Linked DNA regions of Ovis aries: region 1 is linked to region 2. Evidence: chromatin contacts called from public Hi-C data. All regions are on one chromosome and are shown on one strand. Each heading gives the region's core, a stretch centred on a gene start, on an enhancer-like site or on the middle of the called end of the contact. The rest is flanking DNA. Distances are from core to core; before and after follow the strand shown.

Region 1 (5,206 bases), core at 794-3,293, 110 kb after region 2:
GCAACTGAGTCCAAGTGTTCTGGAGGCCCTGCACCACAGCAAGAGCCCAAGTACCACAACTAAGATCAATATAGCCACATAATTTTTTTTTAAAGGTAAAGTGTGTAAAAGCATGAATACTGTGCTGTTTTTGAAAAACACGTTTATTGTGAGTTATTATCCATTGTCTTTTACTCACTTTCCTATTGGAGCATTACTGTGTGTTTCTTATTTACTTCCATTCTTCAGTTTATGCTCAGCATAGTAGGTGCTGAATGAATCCTAGTCAGGGGTACCAGGGTGGATCCATAATCAGTCAATAGACCAAGTGCCTCCTGCTTACCCAGTCCAAAGCCGATCTCCAAGAATACTAAGCTTCAGGAGACTAGACTCTTGCTGAGAGACAGTAATCCATAGGTTGTTGTAGAGGTGCTCCAGAAAGGTGTGGAGATGTGTGAGTGTTGAGTGAGTCACAGGAAACCAGGCCAAGAAAGATGGGAGGGGACTTTGTGGAGAGGACACTGCTGAATGAATGCACAGCAAATTGCCTGCGTGCACTGCAAGCCTGCATCAGAGTTTTAATACTTGCTTGACTAGTCAGGTAACCTCTCAGAACCTCAGTTTATCTAAAAAGATGTATAAGTATCTAGTATATGTCTACCCACTAGATTCAACGAAGTAATAATTGTAACTACTTCCTGGGCACTTCATCTGTCACAGAGTAAGTGTTCAATAAATGTTAGCCACTATGTTCTAACAATTTTGTAATACCTTATAATATACGACCTACCTCTTGAGAAATCTCTATGCAGGTCAGGAAGCAACAGTTAGAACTGGACATGGAACAACAGACTGGTTCCAAATAGGAAAAGGAGTACGTCAAGGCTGTATATTGTCACCCTGCTTATTTAACTTCTATGCAGAGTACATCATGAGAAATGCTGGACTGGAAGAAACACAAGCTGGAATTAAGATTGCCAGGAGAAATATCAATAACTTCAGATATGCAGATGACACCACCCTTATGGCAGAAAGTGAAGAGGAACTAAAAGCCTCTTGATGAAAGTGAAAGAGGAGAGTGAAAAAGTTGGCTTAAAGCTCAACATTCAGAAAATAAAGATCATGGCATCTGGTCCCATCACTTCATGGGAAATAGATGAGGAAACAGTGGAAACAGTGTCAGACTTTATTTTTTTAGGCTCCAAAATCACTGCAGATGATGACTGCAGCCATGAAATTAAAAGACGCTTACTCCTTGGAAGAAAAGTTATGACCAACCTAGACAGCATATTCAAAAGCAGAGACATTACTTTGCCGACTAAGGTCCGTCTAGTCAAGGCTATGGTTTTTCCTGTGGTCATGTATGGATGTGAGAGTTGGACTGTGAAGAAGGCTGAGCGCCGAAGAATTGATGCTTTTGAACTGTGGTGTTGGAGAAGACTCTTGAGGGTCCCTTGCATTGCAAGGAGATCCAACCAGTCCGTTCTGAAGGAGATCAGCCCTGGGATTTCTTCGGAAGGAATGACGCTAAAGCTGAAACTCCAGTACTTTGGCCACCTCATGCGAAGAGTTGACTCATTGGAAAAGACTCTGATGCTGGGAGGGATTGGGGGCAGGAGGAGAAGGGGACGACAGAGGATGAGATGGCTGGATGGCATCACTGACTCGATGGACGTGAATCTGAGTGAACTCCGGGAGTTGGTGATAGACATGGAGGCCTGGCGTGCTGCGATTCATGGGGTCGCAGAGTCGGACACGACTGAGCGACTGAACTGAACTAAACTGATAATATACGAACGGTGTCATTCCAAGAATAATTGTTTTCCTAGTCGTTGGACTGCGAAGAAGGGTTTCAGGATACATTGCTTCAGGCTTGACGAGCTTTAAAGCAAGGAGGCTAGAGAGGGCTTGACAGTTTCAGTCAAGTGCTTGCGCGACGTCGCCAAGCTCGGGGGGCGGGACCAGACTACGCGCGCAGAGCCGCACTCCCAGGGTCACGTGCGCTGCGGCCCCTCCCCGGCCCGGCCCGGCCCCCGCGGCTGCGACAGCTGCGGCTGCGCCTGCGCGGAGCCCAGCGCGCTCTGCGGCGCGGTCCTCCGTGGAGGCGGCGCGAACGGCCAGGGGGCGGCGGATGGCTCTGCGGGGCCTGGCAGGCTCGGGGCCCGGCTCCCGAGGGCCGTTGGACGAGGCGGTGGCGGCGGACAAGGAGCGCGAGGCGGCGGCAGTTGTAGTGGCGGGAGCCACGCCAGAGGACGATGAAGAGGACGAGGGCCGCAGCCGGGGCCTGCTGCGCTGGGACGGCTTCTCAGCCTGGCTGCACTGCGTGTGTGTGGTGGGCTTCGACCTGGAGCTGGGCCAAGCCGTGGAGGTGAGGCCCGGCCGCACCTTGTCCCCGCGCCGGGGCGGCCCCGGCACAGCGTGTGACCCGCCGGCCGGCCGGCCTGGACCCCGGCCGCTGCGCATCCGGGCGTGGCCGGCAGCCCCTCCGCTGTCAGCCGGGCTGCGGTCCAGAGGCAGTTCCCGTGGGAGGATCATGGGCTGTGGCTAAGGGTGAAAAGTTCTCTTTAGGCCCCTCCTAAATACTTGCTGAAGGTCGTATTTTCATTTTCTTTTAACCCGGTGTCACAGGAATAAGTAGAATGGTTAGCGGCACCCAGAGAAAACCGCAGGCAGGATGTTTGGGACTTTTTCAAGAAGCGAACAATGTCCCTGACATACGGTGAACTATATATAGTATAGTAGCCAAACCTCACACAACCAACTTTTTTTTTTTTTTAGACTCAGATTGTTTTGGTCATTTGCAGCGACTCTTAGAGCATTCCACTCAGCCTGAGCCATAATGCTTATCTCAGCAGAGGTTTTCGCCCTTTCCTGCCTTTGTTCCTCATTTCTGTTACTTCTTGATGTTGCTTCTGAACCGGCCTGAAAGCTACTACCAAGATGAACAGAAGGAAAATCGTTCGCTTGTGAATTTGTCGAGTTTTCAATCTTTATAGCGCCTTGTTAAAAGGCATTGTAATCTTAACTACTCTTGACATTATTTAGGGCCCCTTTTGTAACATAAGGGATTGCTAGTCTTTGTGCATCCAAGAAAAGAACGACCGATGCTTAGAAGATATCTTTGTTTTGGTGGCAATGACAGATTTTAATGAATTATCTCATTCTGACTTCAGTGGCATGTGTTGTCTATGAAAATTGTCCAGGGATGTATTTCTTAATGTGGAGTGTGTAGTCGGCCTGTCTTGTCTGTTATTTTATGCAGCTCGATACACGCTGCGTGCTTGTGCTTAGTTGCTAAGCTGTGTCTGACTCTGCAACCTTTAGACTGTAGCTCGCCAGGCTCCTCTGGCCATAGGATTTTTTACGCAAGAATTCTGGAGTGGTTGCCATTTCCTTCTGCAGGGGAATCTCCTGACTCAGGGATCGAACCCACGTTTCCTGTGTCTCCTGCGTCGGAGGCAGATTCTTTACCCGCTCAGCCATTGTAAGATCTAGGTATTATCCTGGTTTTTGGGCATACGTATATGAAGAATATACTATAACATATTTGTAGATTAACACTACAATTTAGAAGAGAATCAAGAATTAATCACACTAGAGGATAGGGCTAAATGTAGTGCTTGGTGCATGACACTGTTCAATTAAAAACTGATAGTACCTAAACAGCACTTTAAGATGAAAACAACAGTTCCCAGACTATAAAGAAGAGATTTGTAAATCATCCATCATTTACATTGACATATTAACCTGAAGTTATACATATAGTAGAATACAATTTAATCAGAAAACATGCCGTAGTAGATTACATTTTTAAATAGTTAAAAGAGATCCATTTAGACTCACCATTTGGACATTCTTTATAACACTTCTGTGTTTTTTCTGACCAAATAAACAATACTTAGCAAGTATTGGAAGAAGGCAGTAGCAACCCACTCCAATGGCACCCCACTCCAGTACTCTTGCCTGGAAAATCCCATGGACGGAGGAGCCTGGAAGGCTGCCAGTCCATGGGGTCGCTGAGGGTTGGACAAGACTGAGTGACTTCACTTTCACTTTTCACTTTCATGCATTGGAGAAGGAAATGGCAACCCACTCCAGTGTTCTTGCCTGGAGAATCCCAGGGCCGGGGGAGCCTGGTGGGCTGCCGTCTATGGGGTCACACAGAATCCGACACGACTGAAGCAACTTAGCAGCCAGTACTCTTGCTGAAAAATCCCATGGACAGAGGAGCCTGGTAGGCTGCCAGTCCATGGGGTCGCTAAGAGTCAGACAGGACTGAGCGACTTCACTTTCACTTTCATGCACTGGAGAAGGAAATAGCAACCCACTCCAGTATTCTTGCCTGGAGAGTCCCAGGGACAGAGGAGCCTGGTGGGCTGCCATCTATGGGGTCGCACAGAATCGGCCATGACTGAAGCGACTTAGCAGCAGCAAGTATTGAAGTACTCAAAAAATGTGAATCCCTGAGACTATTTAGACTATTTTGAATTTCATTTCCTATTTCTTTAGGTCTGTGGGTTTTGTTTTTTTGTTTTTTTTTGAAAGTCCAAGATGCAAATAAGTTACAAACTTCATGAGCTCTTGCCATTAGGAAAATAGTGATACAAAGTTTCTACTGATTGTCTAGTGAGCATTTATGGACCTCCTGATCCTTTGTTCTCAGGTTAAGAATCACTGATTTTAGAAAGTGTAGGGTGAGGGTGGGGAAGGTTTCCTAATAAAGGATTCCAAGAAAAATACATTAAGAGGTAACACAATTTAATTTTGTTTTCTTTTCCTGAGAAGTGTAGAATATTGCCACTTTTAAAATGAGAAAAAGTATAAATTAACAATATAACAAGATAGTTGGAAGTATATGTTTCACTTTTGCATTATGGGCATGCATGTGCGCTAAATTGCTTCAGTCGGTGTCTGACTCTTTGCAGCCCTATGGACTGTAGCTTGCCAGGCTCATCTGTCTGGGATTCTCCAGGCAAGAATAGTGAATGTGCCCTCCTCCAGGGGATCTTCCCGACCCAGGGATCGAACCTGTGTCTCTTAATGCCTCCTGCGTTGGCAGGTGGGTTCTTACCACTAGCGTCACCTGGGAAGCCCCATTACCACCATATCAAGGCCAGAAATGGACAGGAGGGGTGGCTGTAATGGGGCAAAAAAGGTAAGTATAGAATTGTGTTGGGTAAATGGATTAATAGCCTCAGCCCTACTTCCTATAATGCACAACTATAGG
Region 2 (5,415 bases), core at 756-3,255:
TCTTTGGAAGGAATGATGCTAAAGCTGAAACTCCAGTACTTTGGCCACCTCATGCAAAGAGTTGACTCACTGGAAAAGACTGATGCTGGGAAGGATTGGGGGCAGGAGGAGAAGGGGATAACAGAGGATGAGATGGCTGGATGGCATCATTGACTCGATGGATGTGAGTCTGAGTGAACTCCGGGAGTTGGTGATGGACAGGGAGGCCTGGCGTGCTGCAATTCATGGGGTCGCAAAGAGTTGGACACAACTGAGCGACTGAACTGAACTGAACTGAGCACCTATATGAACGGCTATTAGTGAACTAACATACTTGGTATCAGGATAGACATGTCTTCAGTAAATTCTTTGTGATAAATAGAATGAAGACACGAGAAACTAAAATACTGGAATCAACTGTGAAGGTATCACTTTCTAGCCCCACTATAACTTGCCTTTCATCACTTGGGTAATCCCCCCTCTCTACAAAGGGAAGGGACAGCTGGAGGCACAGGAAGCCTACCTATTTATCACCTACCTATCCCCAAAGAAATTATCAACAACTGGGATCACACACAACAGACTTACTAGGAAGAGAACAACCAATAAAAAAAGATGTACCTTTCTTTTGCATTTTTCTACACTCTCCAGCCCTGCTTATTCTAGCAACACATTTTCACTGAATTCCTTCCTAAAGAAGAAAGGAAAGAAGAAAACTAATATTTATTAAAATACATGTTGTACCACCAGGCCCTCATTTAACCTTAATGTTAAAGCTATGATATAGATATTATATCCATTTATACATAAGAAAAGTAAGGTACAAGCAAGGATCTTTCCAAAGGTCACAGAGCTATGGAAGACAGAGCAGGGATTTATATAACAGAATTAAAAGGGACATTTTTCCCCCATTACTTCATACTGACCTTCATGTTTCATTTATCCTTCACTCCTCCCATAAAACCCTCTTCCGAAATGAAACACAACAAAAGAATAAGTGATTTGCAGAAAATATGAAAATGACATTTCTTTTCATTAATTCCTAGGCGACAATTTAAAGGCCACCAGGCTGGCTATAAATGACTTATTCTGTTTATAATTCAAGAGAGACCAACTGTTACTTTGGCTAGCAGTTTATATATTTAATTACAGGCCATTAGGAAAGAAAATTGTGTTGATATCTTACAAGTCCATTTGAAATTTAAAGGCCTTAACATTTCACAGCTGAGAGATAAGCATAGGCAACATGCTCAAGAAGGGACAATGACCCTCAAGATTTTTTCCACACTGGAACCTCCTCTTAAACACTGTATAAACAAGCTTTTGTGTTTTTTTAATAGATATATTCTTAGGAAATGTGGCAATATCTGAATTCTGGTTTGGTCATTTTCAGTTGTATGTGCCTTGGCAAGCCATATAAGGGGATTATAGATTTACAGTGGTTTTCAAACTTCAAATTCTGATCCACTGTTGTGTTACTAATGGATAAGATAGCTGGATAGCATCACTGACTCAGCGGACATGAATTTGAGCCAACTCCGGAAGATAGTGAAGGACAGGGAAGCCTGGTGTGCTGCAGTCCATGGGGTTGCAAAGAGTTGGACACAACTTAAGGACTGAACAACAATAGTGTCTTACTAAGTCAATGTATTGGGCTGTGACTTGTGGTTTAAAAAAAAACTAAGAGAACAGAAGTAAGAATATATAAAATGAGGTTCAGTACTGTTTAGCAAGCTTTGCTTGAAAAACAAAAAAATGTGTGTGTTTTTCTGTACACATTCGCACACATAAATCTCAACACTTCATATTTGTAGCTCTTAACTCTAAAACCATAAATTTTCAAATTAAAAGAACTTAATCAATATTAACCCAGTTTCTTTATACTCTAACATGTCTATTATTATGTCCAAAGCATACCCATAGTACCTTTGACCTCTAGTTAGCTTGAAAACACCGTTTACATTAGTTGCTCACTGTTCCTCTGCTCTCAATCTGCTAACAGCTTCCAAACATCTTGTAATAAAGTTCAAAGTTCTTACCATTACAGCCAATAAAACCCATACGACCTGGCTCACGGTTCCCTCTCCAATCTCATTAACTCCCACTATTTTCCCCACTAACCTCCATTCGTGCCCCAGAGCCTCTGCACTTGGGCATAGCTAGAAGCAATAGTTTACTTCCCTGCAGAAATATTTATATTGATATACCCTTCTCCCCTTGGTGTTGTGAAAAACTGATATTAAAAATGTTTCTGCACCTTCAGTGAAACAATCTGACACTATTCAGTTTACACTGTATAAAGGCTATTCTGTTTACTATCAGGTTAGGTAGGTGTAGGACTTCCCTTGTGGCTCAGTTGGTAAAGAATCCGCTTGCAATGTGGGAGACCTGGGTTCGATCCCTAGGTTGGGAAGATCTCCTGGGGAAGGGAAAGGCTACCCACTCCAGTATTCTGGCCTGGAGAATTCCATGGACTGTATACTCCACAGGGTTGCAAAGAGTCGGACATGACTGAGCGACTTTCACACTTTCACTAGGTAGGTGCAAAAAAGCCAAGAGACTGGGAAGTGACTATGTTTGCAAGGGACTGGGAAGTGACGATGCTAACAGTCCCTGGATGTACTTCCCCTGGTAGGTATGTCATTTGGTTCTTTATCACTTTCCAACCAGAAATCACTTTCTCCTCTATGCTGATACCTTTTTCCATCAGGCTTTTTTTTTTTTTTCCCCCTCCCATATTATTTTACTTCGCTGGGGAAAAAAAAAATCCTATTGAAGCTTTCACTATCTTTATTTCCTAGTAGCCTAAGGAATGCCCAATCCGTCTCTAGTGTTTGCATTAGCCACTGGGCATTCACTTTGATGTGGAGTAGGTGTCGCAGGAGCCCTGAATTTATAAAACCTTCTGTAGCTTGTGGCCAAAGTCCATCTCTCACTGTTTTCAAACGGGCTTTATCCTCAATTAACCCTGTGCCTTCCCCTGAATTAAAGTTAAGCTCCCCCACATCAGGCATTGATGGCGATCCTTGAACTGAAAGGCTGTCTTTGCCTTATCAGTCACTCTTTCCTGTTTCTCGTTTATTATGATTACTTTCAAAGACACAAGCACAGCACTTCACAGGTTGCATAATTTGTTCTTTGGCCTTCAGAAAGTTTCTGCTGTTCATTCCGTAAGCAAACATGTTCTGTACCACTTGCAACTTCACCTCAATGTGTAAATGCTTTCATTTCTACTACAACGATAAACTGCTTCTTTCTAGCCTTCTCCAAGTTGACAGGTTTTCCAGTATCCAACTACCAACAGATTTTTTAAAGTTTCAGAATGAAGCACAAACACGGGAGACAGGTCATCAGCGAGAGGCCAGAAATTCCAAGTCCATACAGGGAAATTTTAAAATATGAATGCAGAGTGGATCCTGGACTCTTGGTGGCAGATACTACATTACAGATTTTTTAATTTACTTGAATCACCACCTAAAATCAAAAAGAGTGACTAAGACAGTAAAACCAAAATCCCATGGAGAACAGATACAACAACAGGTGGAAATTATCCACATAAAACTCAAAACAAAAGTGGGAAAAAGCATCAACAGTTACGAGACCTGCATGAAATCAGCATCTGTGCAGGAGGATGCAAAAAGATCAATGGGCATTTGAAGGACTTGAGTATCTCAGAACAGTCACTGTCTATTCACTGGACAATATGATAAAAAATTTGAAAAGAGAATCTGAAAATGGGAAAGGTTTAGCCCAATACGCTAACAAGGGAGTGTGAGGTAAATTCTGAAAAACGATGGAGCAGAGTCATATAAATTCTTAAAACTAACCTACCAACCAAAGTTGCATTCCAAGGTAGGGCTTTCCCTCAAAAGCTGTAGGGTTTGGAACCAAAACTGAGCAGGGTAGAGACAACAGAGACAGGAAAGAAAGATCCATATAAAAGTAGAAAAGGGGAAAGGAAGCCGTTATATTTTTAAACAGTTTACAAAATCAACAGAAGAGGGAGCTCTGTGACATTAGAAAAGTTATCCTGAATCATGACTCCCTTCTCTAAGTTCAGGAAAACAAATTTTACATAAAAATGAGTAACAGAAAAATATCAGTGTCCCATCTCATAGCTATTTTAAGAAAAAAACGATAAAAAGCAAACAACACTCTCTACACATAATGAGAGACATACCTTGGGAACAGATCAAAATTACACTATTTCAGAACAAGCTAAAAGACATTAAGAAAATAACTCAAGGCATGGAAAAGAAATATAAATTACAATTACAAAACTGTAGGAAAGAACTCAAAAAAGAAACAGGAAAAAAGGGGAATAATTTCAGGAATGAGTACAAAATTAGGACATGAGTAACTGAGTAATACCAGACCACCTGACCTGCCTCTTGAGAAATCTGTATGCAGGTCAGGAAGCAACAGTTAGAACTGGACATGGAACAACAGACTGGTTCCAAATAGGAAAAGGAGTACGTCAAAGCTGTATATTGTCACCCTGCTTATTTAACTTATATGTAGAGTACATCATGAGAAATGTCTGGATGAAGCACAAGCTGGAATCAAGATTGCTGGGAGAAATATCAATAGCCTCAGATATGCAGATGACACCACCCTTAAGGCAGAAAGTGAAGAACTAACAGCCTCTTGATGAAAGTGAAAGAGGAGAGTAAAAAAGTTGGCTTAAAGCTCAACATTCAGAAAATAAAGATCATGGCATCTGCTCCCATCACTTCAAGGCAAATAGCAGGAGAAATAGTGGAAACAGCAGCAGACTTTATTTTTTTGGGCTCCAAAATCACTGCAGATGGTGACTGCAGCCATGAAATTAAAAGACACTTACTCCTTGGAAGAAAAGTTATGACCAACCTAGACAGCATATTCAAAAGCAGAGACATTACTTTGCCAACCAAGGTCTGTCTAGTCAAGGCTACGGTTTTTCCAGTAGTCATGTATGGATGTGAGAGTTGGACTATAAAGAAAGCTGAGCGCCGAAGAATTGACGCTTTTGAACTGTGGTGTTGGAGAAGACTCTTGAGAGTCCCTTGGACTGCAAGGAGATCCAACCAGTCCATCCTAAAGCAGATCAGTCCTGAGTGTTCATTGAAAGGATTGATGTTGAACCTAAAACTCTAACACTTTGGCCACCTAATGTGAAGAGCTGACTCATCTGAAAAGTCCCTGATGTTGGGAAAGATTGAAGGCAGGAGGACTGGACGACAGAGGATGAGATGGTTGGATGGCATCACTGACTCGATGGACATGAGTTTGAGTAAACTCTGGGAGTTGGTGATGGACAGGGAGGCCTGGCGTGTTGCAGTCCATGGGGTCACAAAGAGTCAGACATGACTGAGCGACTGAACTAAACTGAACTAAGTAAAGCAAATAATGCCTTAAGAGAAGAAAGAAAAAAAGGAGAAAAATTGAATCAAAAAG

What was found. Hi-C and Micro-C count contacts between places; a contact is called where the count stands out from the background.
Region 1: a Hi-C map of liver shows a contact between it and region 2, with 3 times the contacts expected there. The contact joins the promoter of DENND6A here to the enhancer-like site in region 2. A contact is called at or near these places in 2 of 16 Hi-C or Micro-C datasets (liver and mixed tissues).

The regions. Positions count from the first base shown.
Region 1 is chr19:43,631,559-43,636,764 of ARS-UI_Ramb_v3.0, forward strand. It overlaps DENND6A (DENN domain containing 6A), which reads left to right and starts at 2,044. Exons shown (of 20, transcript XM_015102355.4): 1 at 2,044-2,347. The coding sequence starts at 2,111.
Region 2 is chr19:43,526,091-43,531,505 of ARS-UI_Ramb_v3.0, forward strand. SLMAP (sarcolemma associated protein) reads right to left here. Exons shown (of 25, transcript XM_060402334.1): 3 at 601-670. Among named protein-coding and RNA genes, the nearest start is that of SLMAP, 61 kb to the right of the region's middle. Within about 2 kb of position 2,006, at least 6 of the 54 cell types and tissues checked have an H3K27ac peak or open chromatin away from gene starts, as enhancers often do. A contact at or near this core is called in liver, where this site is marked.